Linked DNA regions of Mus musculus: region 1 is linked to region 2. The links are chromatin contacts, called in public promoter capture Hi-C maps. All regions are on one chromosome and are shown on one strand. The core of a region is the stretch at or near the end of the contact, and the rest is flanking DNA. Distances in the headings are between cores, read along the strand shown. Region 1 has its middle 3.4 kb from the start of Gm36251. Region 2 holds the start of Dclk3 (doublecortin-like kinase 3).

Evidence for each region. Promoter capture Hi-C pulls out the DNA fragments that hold promoters and counts their contacts.
Region 1: a contact with region 2 is called in a promoter capture Hi-C map of liver, with 5 times the contacts expected there. The contact joins the enhancer-like site here to the promoter of Dclk3 in region 2. A contact is called at or near these places in 5 of 39 promoter capture datasets (hippocampal neurons, liver, pre-B cells and 1 more).

Annotation. Positions count from the first base shown.
Region 1 is chr9:113,124,242-113,129,306 of GRCm38.p6, reverse strand. No RefSeq gene overlaps it. Among named protein-coding and RNA genes, the nearest start is that of Gm36251, 3.4 kb to the right of the region's middle. Within about 2 kb of position 1,921, at least 2 of the 459 cell types and tissues checked have an H3K27ac peak or open chromatin away from gene starts, as enhancers often do. A contact at or near this core is called in liver, where this site is marked.
Region 2 is chr9:111,436,114-111,441,122 of GRCm38.p6, reverse strand. It overlaps Dclk3 (doublecortin-like kinase 3), which reads right to left and starts at 2,042. Exons shown (of 5, transcript NM_172928.5): 1 at 1,771-2,042. The coding sequence starts at 1,858.

The sequences.
Region 1 (5,065 bases), core at 672-3,171, 1.7 Mb before region 2:
TCGTGGACAACCCCAAGCAGGTTCTGCGAATCAAACTCAGGTCTTAAGTAAAAAGACCAAACACTCTGAACCACTGAACCTTTTCTCCAGCCCCAAGATGAAGGATTTTGTTTGGAGACTGGTCTTCCTGTGTAGTCCTGGATGACCTGGAACTTGGCACGTAGACCAGCATGACCTTGGCACGTAGACCAGCATGACCTCGAATTCACAGGGATTTGCCTACCTTGTCTTCCTAGTGCTGGAATTACAAGCATGTGCACCACCCCCCCCCTTTGCTTGAAAATCTAACCAAAGCAAAGACATTTAAGAAGCCTGCTCCATAAGATCTCTACTGTAGCCATTGTCAGATGACACCATTTAGGAGGTGGAGCAAGAGATAGGCAGTTGAATTAATCAGGAGAGTTCATGGTTCTACAGAAATGAAACTCAAAATACTCCAGGGGAACGTTCTCTTGGTTGTGGAGAGAGGCTGAGGTCAAGTGGGAAGACCACAAGATAGGAGAGGGTTTAAAGACCCCAGAATGCCTTACAGCAGAAGAGCTTCTAAAAGTAGGAGGACTCAAACACTGGAAGGTTAACTATTAGTTATTAACTGACAGAAGAAACCCAATAAAGTCTTGTTGAAAACCCCTTGCCACAAAAAATGCATAAGAAAGAACATAAGCTTTTTAATATAAACTCAATATACAAGTCTTCTTACTCAGACTTTGGTCTCAGTGGAAGTGTGGGTCCTTTCTTGTTCATTTATTTCCAGCATTGTGCAATGTTAGGTATGTTCTTAGTTCCTGTGCAATGCTCACAAACTCAATGATCACAAACAAGACAAAGGGACGAGATTTCTGTGAACAGATTGCAAAGGGTCCTAAGAACATGAAGCCCTTACAATAAGTAAATGGTTAGTGGTGTGGATTTGGCACTTATGTCTTCACTAACATTTTATTGTAAATCTATTCATAATGTGTGAGTTATTTTTCTGTTGATTTGATTAAAATACCATGGGCAAAAGCAACGTAAGAAAGAAAGGCTTTATTTTAGCTCATACTCCTAAGAAGGACAGACTCCATCTTAGTGGGCAAGGCAAGTGATGGGTTACAGGAACAGGAAGCTGATATATCACGTCTCAGTTCTGCACAGGGAGGAGAGAGAAAGAGTGTGTGTGTGTGTGTGTGTGTGTGTGTGTGTGTGTGTGTTTAACAGGAAGCAGGGTGATACTATAAACCCTCAAAGTCCACTCTGAGGAACATACTTACCTCCCAGTAAGGTGCCACTTTCTAAAGGTTCCATAATCTCCCCAGTGTCGCCAACTAGGAAACAAGTGCTTAATTATATGACCCTGGGGGGGGGCATTTCTCATTAAAACTACAAGACATAAAGTGACAGAAATGAACTGCAACCTTAGCTATTAGTGCTATGGCTTCTTCTTTTGGACATCGCGTGAACACTCAAATATCATCTTGGAATAAAGAGAACCATGGCTCAGTAGCCATGGCAACCAAATAAACAGGATAATACATTGATAACTATGGCCATGTTGATATAGCTGCTAACACTCCCTATTAGAAGTCAGGGAGGACATAGCAGCCTGATTTGGGATGCTAGCCATTCCTTCCTTCTGCCTCCCACCGCAGCTGCAAGTGATCTTTGGAAATGCTAGAATAAGTAAGGAAGTAGAGGTTTAACCGAGGGCATCTGTGATGTTACTACCATGAGGTCATCATCCAAGGTGGGGTGAGTCGTTTAGGGGTTACCACGCTTCAGTGTATAACCCTTTACCCATGTCCCTGAAAGTATACCTATAAACTCATTAGATTACCAAGTTAAACTTGGGTTGAATTCTTCCTTTGGTCTGCCCCAGTGTTTCATCTGGCATAAGTAGCCATGTGCTCATATCTCCCAGGGGTAAGGTTGGTTCAACAGTTGCATGCAGGAATCATTAACATAGAAACAAACAAAGCTTGGAGCCTGGAGTAGTATTTATGGAGACGAGTGTTAGCATCTAGCATTGTGATTTTACAGGTAGACAACCAGGATGAGTAAACGAATTTCTGTGCACCTCAGGTTTCTCATCTGCTACATGGGGGCTCAGAGATTGATAAGGGTCAAAGAGTCTAAAACACTTGGCATGGCTCCTGGCATAATTGGAGAGCTAAAGCATATTGGTTGTCCATCGCTTTCCTCTCACCCCAGTCCTGTTTTTAACTTCATTGTTGTTTCTCTAATCTAGTGAGAGTTAAGAGTTAAGAAACATGTCTAAAGGAGATATTTGTAATTTTGTTGTGTGCTTCACCCCTATTCATTTCATTTGAAACCAGAATGGAAGCAAATAGACATCATGAAATACATCGCTTGAACTAGGGTCAGGCATAGGTAAAATGGCTAATAACTTGTGTCCTTGAAGCTGTTTGTAATTGCTGGTAGCGATTGCTGCATTTTTAAAATTAATACTCATGAAAGCTTAACACTTGGCCTGAGCAAGGAGTTTTCGAGAGTTAGGTCTCGTCATGTCTCAGGCATGGTGGAGCCTGACGCAGGGGGTTAAGGGCCTGTGCTTCACTGAAGGCTTCATTGCAAAACTACAGAAACCAACCAGAAAGACAAGGGAGAAACTCCTCTTCTGATCCTTAGGAAACAGCTAGCTAGGCATAGAAGACAGGCAGGAGGCGGCAGGGAGGGAGTAATGATGGCTGCTCTGTCTGGCCTCTGTGCGGCACTCAGCCTTCCTGGTGGACTCTAAAGATAGAAGGAAGGTAAAGGTGAAGGTAGAATGTCTCCTGCAGGTTGTCCTCTGACCTTCACACACACACACACACACACACACACACACACACACACACATTCAAACACACACACACATTCACACACACGCTCTCTCTCTCTGTCACACACACACACACCACATACACTCTCACACACACAAACACACACATGCACACACTCACATACAAACACACACACTCACACACAATACACATGTACACACTTACACACAATACACATGCACACACTCACACACATGCACACACACAAATACACGCATTCATACACATGCATACACATGCACACATACATAACACACACATGCTTACACACTCACCCACAGTACACACATGCATACATACTCATTTACAGTACACACATACACACATTCACACACATGCGCACATTCACACACACAGGCATATACACTCACATAATACATACATGCACACACACTCACGTGCATATATATACATACATATTCACACATACACATATGCACATACACAAACACAAACATGCACACACGCATACATCATACACTAACTAAATATCTAATTAAATTTTTAATTGAAATAAAGAAAAGAGACTCTCTGCCTTCCCTTTGCTTAACAGATTGTTAAAACACTGGACCCTAAGAACTTGGAATTTCCCTAGGAACCTCAAACCTTGAGGAGAAAAGCCTGGAACCTGAAGGGCAACTTGTGTCCCAGGAAGTTTTTCACACAACTTGTCAGAGAACTTTCCAGGAAAGAACTGGGGGAACTGGGAGGCATCTTGGTTTGATCAGAACGGTTTGCTTTGCGTACCTCAGGTCAGATGCAAACCTCTGGCTGGGGAAGTGGCTCAGTGGATAAAGCCCTTGTCTCCCAAGCCTGAGGTCCTGGATTTGAGTCTCTAAAGCCCACAACATCTGGATGCTATCATGTGTCCGTATTCCCAGTGCTCTTGTGAGACAGAGAATGGGAAGCAGAGTTCTGGCTGCTCAAAGACCAGGTAGCCTGACGTGCACAGCAAGGGAATAGAAAAGAGAGACTGCCTTAAACACAGGAGAAGATAAGACTCCACACCCAAGATTTTCCTCTGATTTCAGTATATGAGCTGTGGTAAACGGACACCATGGCATGTGTGTCTGCACACTGACACACCGACACACAGCCACACACACTGTCACACACACATGCACACACTCATACACACACACTCTCATTCACACTCTAATACATTCATGTACATACACACACGCACAGTCATGCACACAGTCGCACACACTTATACATACCATACACAAACACTCATATGCATATACTCACATTCCCCATATACACACTAATACAAGCACTCATATGCACACACTCTCTCATATACTCATAAACATGCACATTCACATATACAGTCATATACACATATATACTCATACACATAGAATCAGGCACAGATACTCATAACCTCCCACATACACACTTATGCACACAATTGTCCATATACACATGCTCACACACACTCTCATACACATACACACACCCACACATGCTCATATGTACACACACTCTTATATACACACAATATACATTCACACACAACCATATATACTCATACTCTACACAACACACACTCACTCTCACACACACAGAGGATAGAAAATGAAGCCTTATATATAGCAGAACTCTCAATATAGATTTGAATGGGTGGCCTCAGGCCCTTTGTTCCTCTTCTCAATGTGTCCATATTGATTAACCCTCCTCTATCTGCTTTTCTCTGTATTTTCTCAGCCTGTTGAGGATAGTTGCTATACCTGGCTGGTTAAGACAGGCAGGGCCCAGATTCTGACATGAACAACTCTGGAACAGCACTACCAACTCATTTGCCCTGGGTCAAGCAGACTGGCACCAGAAACACTGAGTAAGGTAGGTAGTTGTTCTTTATACCCCAGAGCAGCACTGTCCAGTAGAGGAATAGTCTGAGCCATTTGTATTCTTCTGGTTGACCCGTTAGAAAAGTGAAACAGAATAGTGTATTTTATTTAACTCATTTTATCAATCATGTCCTGAAAGCATGTAATTAATATCAAAGTTATTAATGACATTACACATTCTTATTTCTGCAGTGGTAAATTTCCTTTGTGGTTGGTGAATATCGTATTGAACATTCAAGGGGCTTGCCTTGTCAGTGGCTGGTGCATCCCCATTTCCCATTGCAATCACAGTGCAGAGTATGGCAAAGCAGATGCACACATGTCTTCTGAGCAGGCAGGGAGTGAGGATTTCAGAGTTTTGTGGCCTTAGGTTGCAAGGTTCACGGTGCTGCT
Region 2 (5,009 bases), core at 793-3,292:
AGAATAGGAGGGAAATGATTCCATGTTCTGTGGTTTGTTTCCTTGGTTGGTTGGTTGGTTGGTTGGCTGGTTAGTTGGTTGGTTGGTTGGTTGGTTGGTTGGTTGGTTGGTTTTGCTGTTGTTTCTCAGAATCAGACCCCAAGGAGGAATCCCTATGACAGGGAGTGAGTGTATTCATTGTTGTTCACAGGAAAGAGTGGTTGAGAACTGCAGAAGCCAGCTAAGACCCAAAAGCAAGCCGAGTGAGGGAAGCAAGACCCTCAAAGATCCTTGGGAGTTAACCATGTAATGACAAAGAAACTTAATGATAAACAAAGAACATCACGCCTCACTCAGTGTCCTAGTGAGGAGCCTAGGAGGTGAGCTAACTAATGTTCTCCTCAAGACCCATTAGTTGTCAGTCAGGGGCTGCCCCAGAGAGATGTGCACTTACAGCCAGTCCTTGCTCTGAACATGTAACAGCTGAGCAGCGCAAAGGTCAGCCTCCAGTGGAGGTAGGGGGTGACTTACAGCTCAGAGCCAAGTACTCGGGGCTCTAATGTGCCACAATAGGACTGTGGAGAGAGAGCTGGTCAGTAAGTATAACTCAGAAATCACAGCTGCCTCCCTTTGCCCTTCCTCCCGTGGCATCGCGCTAACAATACTATCACAGAGAACTTGCTTTGCTGAAGTTGGGAGTAGACAAACCAGCACTCCACAGCCCTGTTTCCTCCCTGGGGCTCTGCTTTCTCCCCCCCCCCCCCAGGAATAACGTGTCCCTACCTAGAGCTCTGGGAACCTCGCTTCTCTGTGATCCTTAGCCCAACACTAGCCCCAGTAGATCACCCCTGTAAAAGCCAACAGACCCCCCTCTGCAGGCCCCAAAACAGTCTCCTTAATGCCAGCATATGTTATAAGAGCGGTTGAGAGTGGGACCTAGCTCCCACTGGACGGCTATCAACCATCAAGTAGAGGACAGAGAATGGTCTGGACTCAGAAGGAGTGAGGCAGAGAAATGACTCACTATATGGAGCAAGTAACAACCTAATTCCCTCCACAGCTTCTCAGCCCCACTCCCAGCAGGCACATACTCTGGGAAGGTGTCCCCAGACGCCTCTGCCCGGCCCGGGAGCTGCCTCATCCTTTCTCCACCACACCTCGCCCCCAGAGCCAGACGTGGAAAGGAGTGAAAACGTGGGGCTATATTTGAAATGAATTGATGGTTCTATTTCTCCCGCTCTGATCTAGCCTGCTAATTCCCAAACACTCTGCCTGTACTGTTTCTTTCTAACCCCCCTTTGTTCTTCTGTGACTCTCTGGCTAGAAACAGCGCTCTGGAAAGCAGGGTTCAGTAAACCTCTCCACAACTCTTGGATGACCTTTGACAAGGAGGTAGCTCTAGAGCTTCAAAACAGAGGTTCTTTCAGAAAAGGATGGAATGAGGGACGTCTCTGGGTGACTAGTGCCTCCCCCATGAAGATTAATCAACGACAGCTCCCTCTGTGGTGACTCTTCCTGCAGCCTCCTGCACCTGCCCAGTATGTTTTTCCAGGAATGGCGTTCTGATTGCCCAGAGGGGAACCGCTCAAGCTGGTGTCACCCCCTAGCAAGTTTCCCGTTGTGTAGAGGGGTTGCACAAGTACACACATGCACACAACAGACTCACGCAGAGCACACATGAACTCAAATCGCAAGCCTGCACACATGCCTGCACAGTGCATCCCCGTAGGGTCTGCCTCTGCTGCCCCATCGCTCAGAGTGGGGTTCCCGACAGTCACCGAGGGCACTTACCCGGAATGGGAGGCGCAGGGCGACTGGGTGCCGGCGGGGCGGGGGTCGCTGGCGGCGGCGGCGGGCGCAGGACCGGCGCGGCTGGCATGGTTGGCGGCCTGGCTGCAGGTGGCAGCTCTTGGACGTGGCCCGACGGCGGCCAAGCGGGCGCAGGAAGGCGCCGGGACTACTCGCTGCACAGAGCGATCCAGGTCTCCTCTTCCTTTAGGTTGCTGCTGGCGGCAGCCACGGCGCAAGGACAGTCTCCTCAGCGCGAGCTTGACAACCGCGCTGCCGCCGCCGCCCCGCCCCGCCCCTCCCCGCCTCGCCCCGCCTCGCCCTAGGCCACCCGGGGGCGGTGGAGTTGGCAGTGAACTTGAGCAAGCAGGGCGCTCCAGGAGAGCTAGCTGGACAGCCAGTACCCCACAGGATCTCTTCTCTCTCTCTCTCTCTCTCTCTCTCTCTCTCTCTCTCTCTCTCTCTCTCATATCTCTCTCTCTCATATCTCTCTCTCTCATATATCTCCTTCCTACCTCCTTTCTCTCTCCTTCCTTCCCTCCTTCCTTCCCTATTCCCTCTGCCAAGGCTGTTCCAGCTAAGGGACTAGGGGACTGGTTTTGACTTGAGGCTCTACAGTGCTCTCAGTGGGTGACTCCCAAGTCAAGGAGGTCTGGAACCCCAGCAACCCTGCCTCTCCCTGCAGCACAGAGGCCAAACTGTAGGTACGCCACCAAAACGTTCTTTTTGCACCCAGAATCAAAGTTAGGACACAGTGGTTCCAACCCAGGAGGGGAAGAGAGTCAAATAGACGGAGCTTTAGGGATCAGATGCTGAGTCTCCTGCCTTGTGTGGCAGAAGTCAAGCAACACCTGATGGTGGATAACCATCGTTTCCCTGTAGTTTGGCTTAACACACTCGGCAGTAGGGGTCTTGAGCTCTCAGCTCAAGACAACACACCACAGTGCATTTATCCCACACGTTGCTGCATGCTGTGGGGAAAACTAACTGTTCACATATTCACAACCCCCCCACCTTATTAACAGAACACCAATTTTAGCTGAAGACATTGCAACCCTCAATAAAGACTGCATTTCCCAGCTGCCCTGGTGCCAAAACTAACCAATAAGAAAAGGTCTTGGCCAGTGAAATATAACTGGGAAGCTTTGTGTGAGACTCTCAAAATGGTTTTGAGGCTCATAGATGCTTTCCGTGGTCCCGTTCCACCTCCTGCCTCACCTGGCATTCAAATATGGTATCTATAGTATGTTAGATTACAGGAGTAATTTCTCGTTCCATCTTTTAATAGACTTAGACCACCTACCTGTATTAGATAGTCTCATTACTGTGACAAAACACATAAGCTAACCAGTAGCCAATTTTTTAAATTATTTTTTATTATTTTAAATTATGTGCACAAGTATGTGTTGGGAGGTGCACATTGGTGTAGGTGCCCACAGATTTTTGCAGAGGATGTCCAAGCCCCTGGAGCCTGAGTTATAACAACCAACTTGTGAGCCATCTCTTGTGGGTCTGAGAACCAAATTCAAGTCCTCTCCAACACAAGGGAGTACTCTTAAGCACTAAGCCATCTCCCTAGCTCCCTGAGTTCATGCTTTAAATGGAAGAAATATTTGTTTGGATCATAGTCTCAGAGGTTTCAATTCATGCTTGCTTGGCCCTGGTGGTGGTGCAGCATGTCATGACAAGAACACAAGAAGGAAGAGATTTATTTATTAGATCTTGACGGCCAAGAAGCAAAGACAAGAAAGTGCTGGGGCCCCGGTATCACTTCAAGGGTGTGATGCCAGTGACCTAACTTCCTCCCACTAATTGGCATACCCAAATGGCCTGCCACCACAGGCTAGAGAGTAGGCCTTCAACCCCTAGGCTTCTGGGGAAGATCCAAGATCCAAATCACAACCACACCCTTTGTCCCTTCAAACCACAGTATTTCTCTGCATCATGTCTGTCATTGTGGCCATCTTTCTTAAATGACCAATGGGGTGCTATTGGATGTGTATCCTCCTGGACTCACTCCCTAGGATCTGCTCCTCCTGGCCAAGGAGAACATGGAGAAACATGAATCAGGCCTCAGCATCAACCTACAGCTAACATTTGACCTGATTTTAGAGCTACTCCATAGGACTGGAGACCTAGAAGTGACAGAGATAAATGCCCATAGTTACAAACAATTACGTTCTGAGCTATTGTGTCCCTCAAGATTATTGCAGCAAAAGCTAGCTAATATGGTGTCCCACAATACTGGAGCCTTCTTGGATTAAATGGTTGCCTTAAAATTTTAAGACAAGCCCAAAATATTATAGACCAATAAAATAGAGGTTGGGGTCCCACATGACAGTGCAAAGCTACGCCAATAGTATATTTCCCTTTTTAAAAGAGAATGCTTCCTTGTATATCTAAGCTGCTACAGTCCTATTACCTAAGAAATGATATTTTTGCCAGTTCTTCAAAGTAAAATATTTTTCACACACACACAAAACAAACAAACAAACAAACAAACAAACATTGAATACAGATCTAGGCAGTCATTTAAATGCAAAATAGAGGTCTAAGAAGGAACTCCATGCTCACAGTAAGCCACTGAACTAAAGATAATTTGGCATAGCTCAAGGGAGTGCAACAGTGGCCATGGAGCCTGTCCAAGGCATAGGGCTACTTTGGTCTCCAGGAAGTAAGCTCACTCATAGCTCCAGTTAAGCAGAAGAGTCAAAGGCGTTTAAGGATGTCTAAGGAAATCTCTTAGGGGGCTGGAGTAGGGGTTGAGGGGGGCCACTCAGTGGTTAGAACACTGGCCACACAGGGCTGGGCGCTAGAGTTTGGATCTCCAGATCCTACTTCAGTACCAGGCTGGAATCACAACTCACCCTCCCAGTTTCAGAGGCAGAGATTGGGGGATCTTCAGGGGAAGCTAGATTACATAACCGGCCATATTGTCCAGCTAAGTTCTGGGTTCAAGAGACTCTGCCCCAATAAATAGTATGAGAGAGTGATCAAAAGGGTTCTCAATTCAACACTGGGTCTCTCTACTTGCAAGTCTTTCAAAAGCAGCAAGGCCTTACCCAGAAACACTCCTCACCGTGGCGTGTCTCAGGATCTGCCTTCTCCAGAGAAAGAAGACCCCCACCCAGCATATGTATTCTAATTATCTTTGTTGAGGAGGGGCTTGGAGATGTTTCCTGGAAGACTACCCTGACTGGGATGCCACTGTGTGTTTAAGGGTAACTTAGAAGAGAGATTTT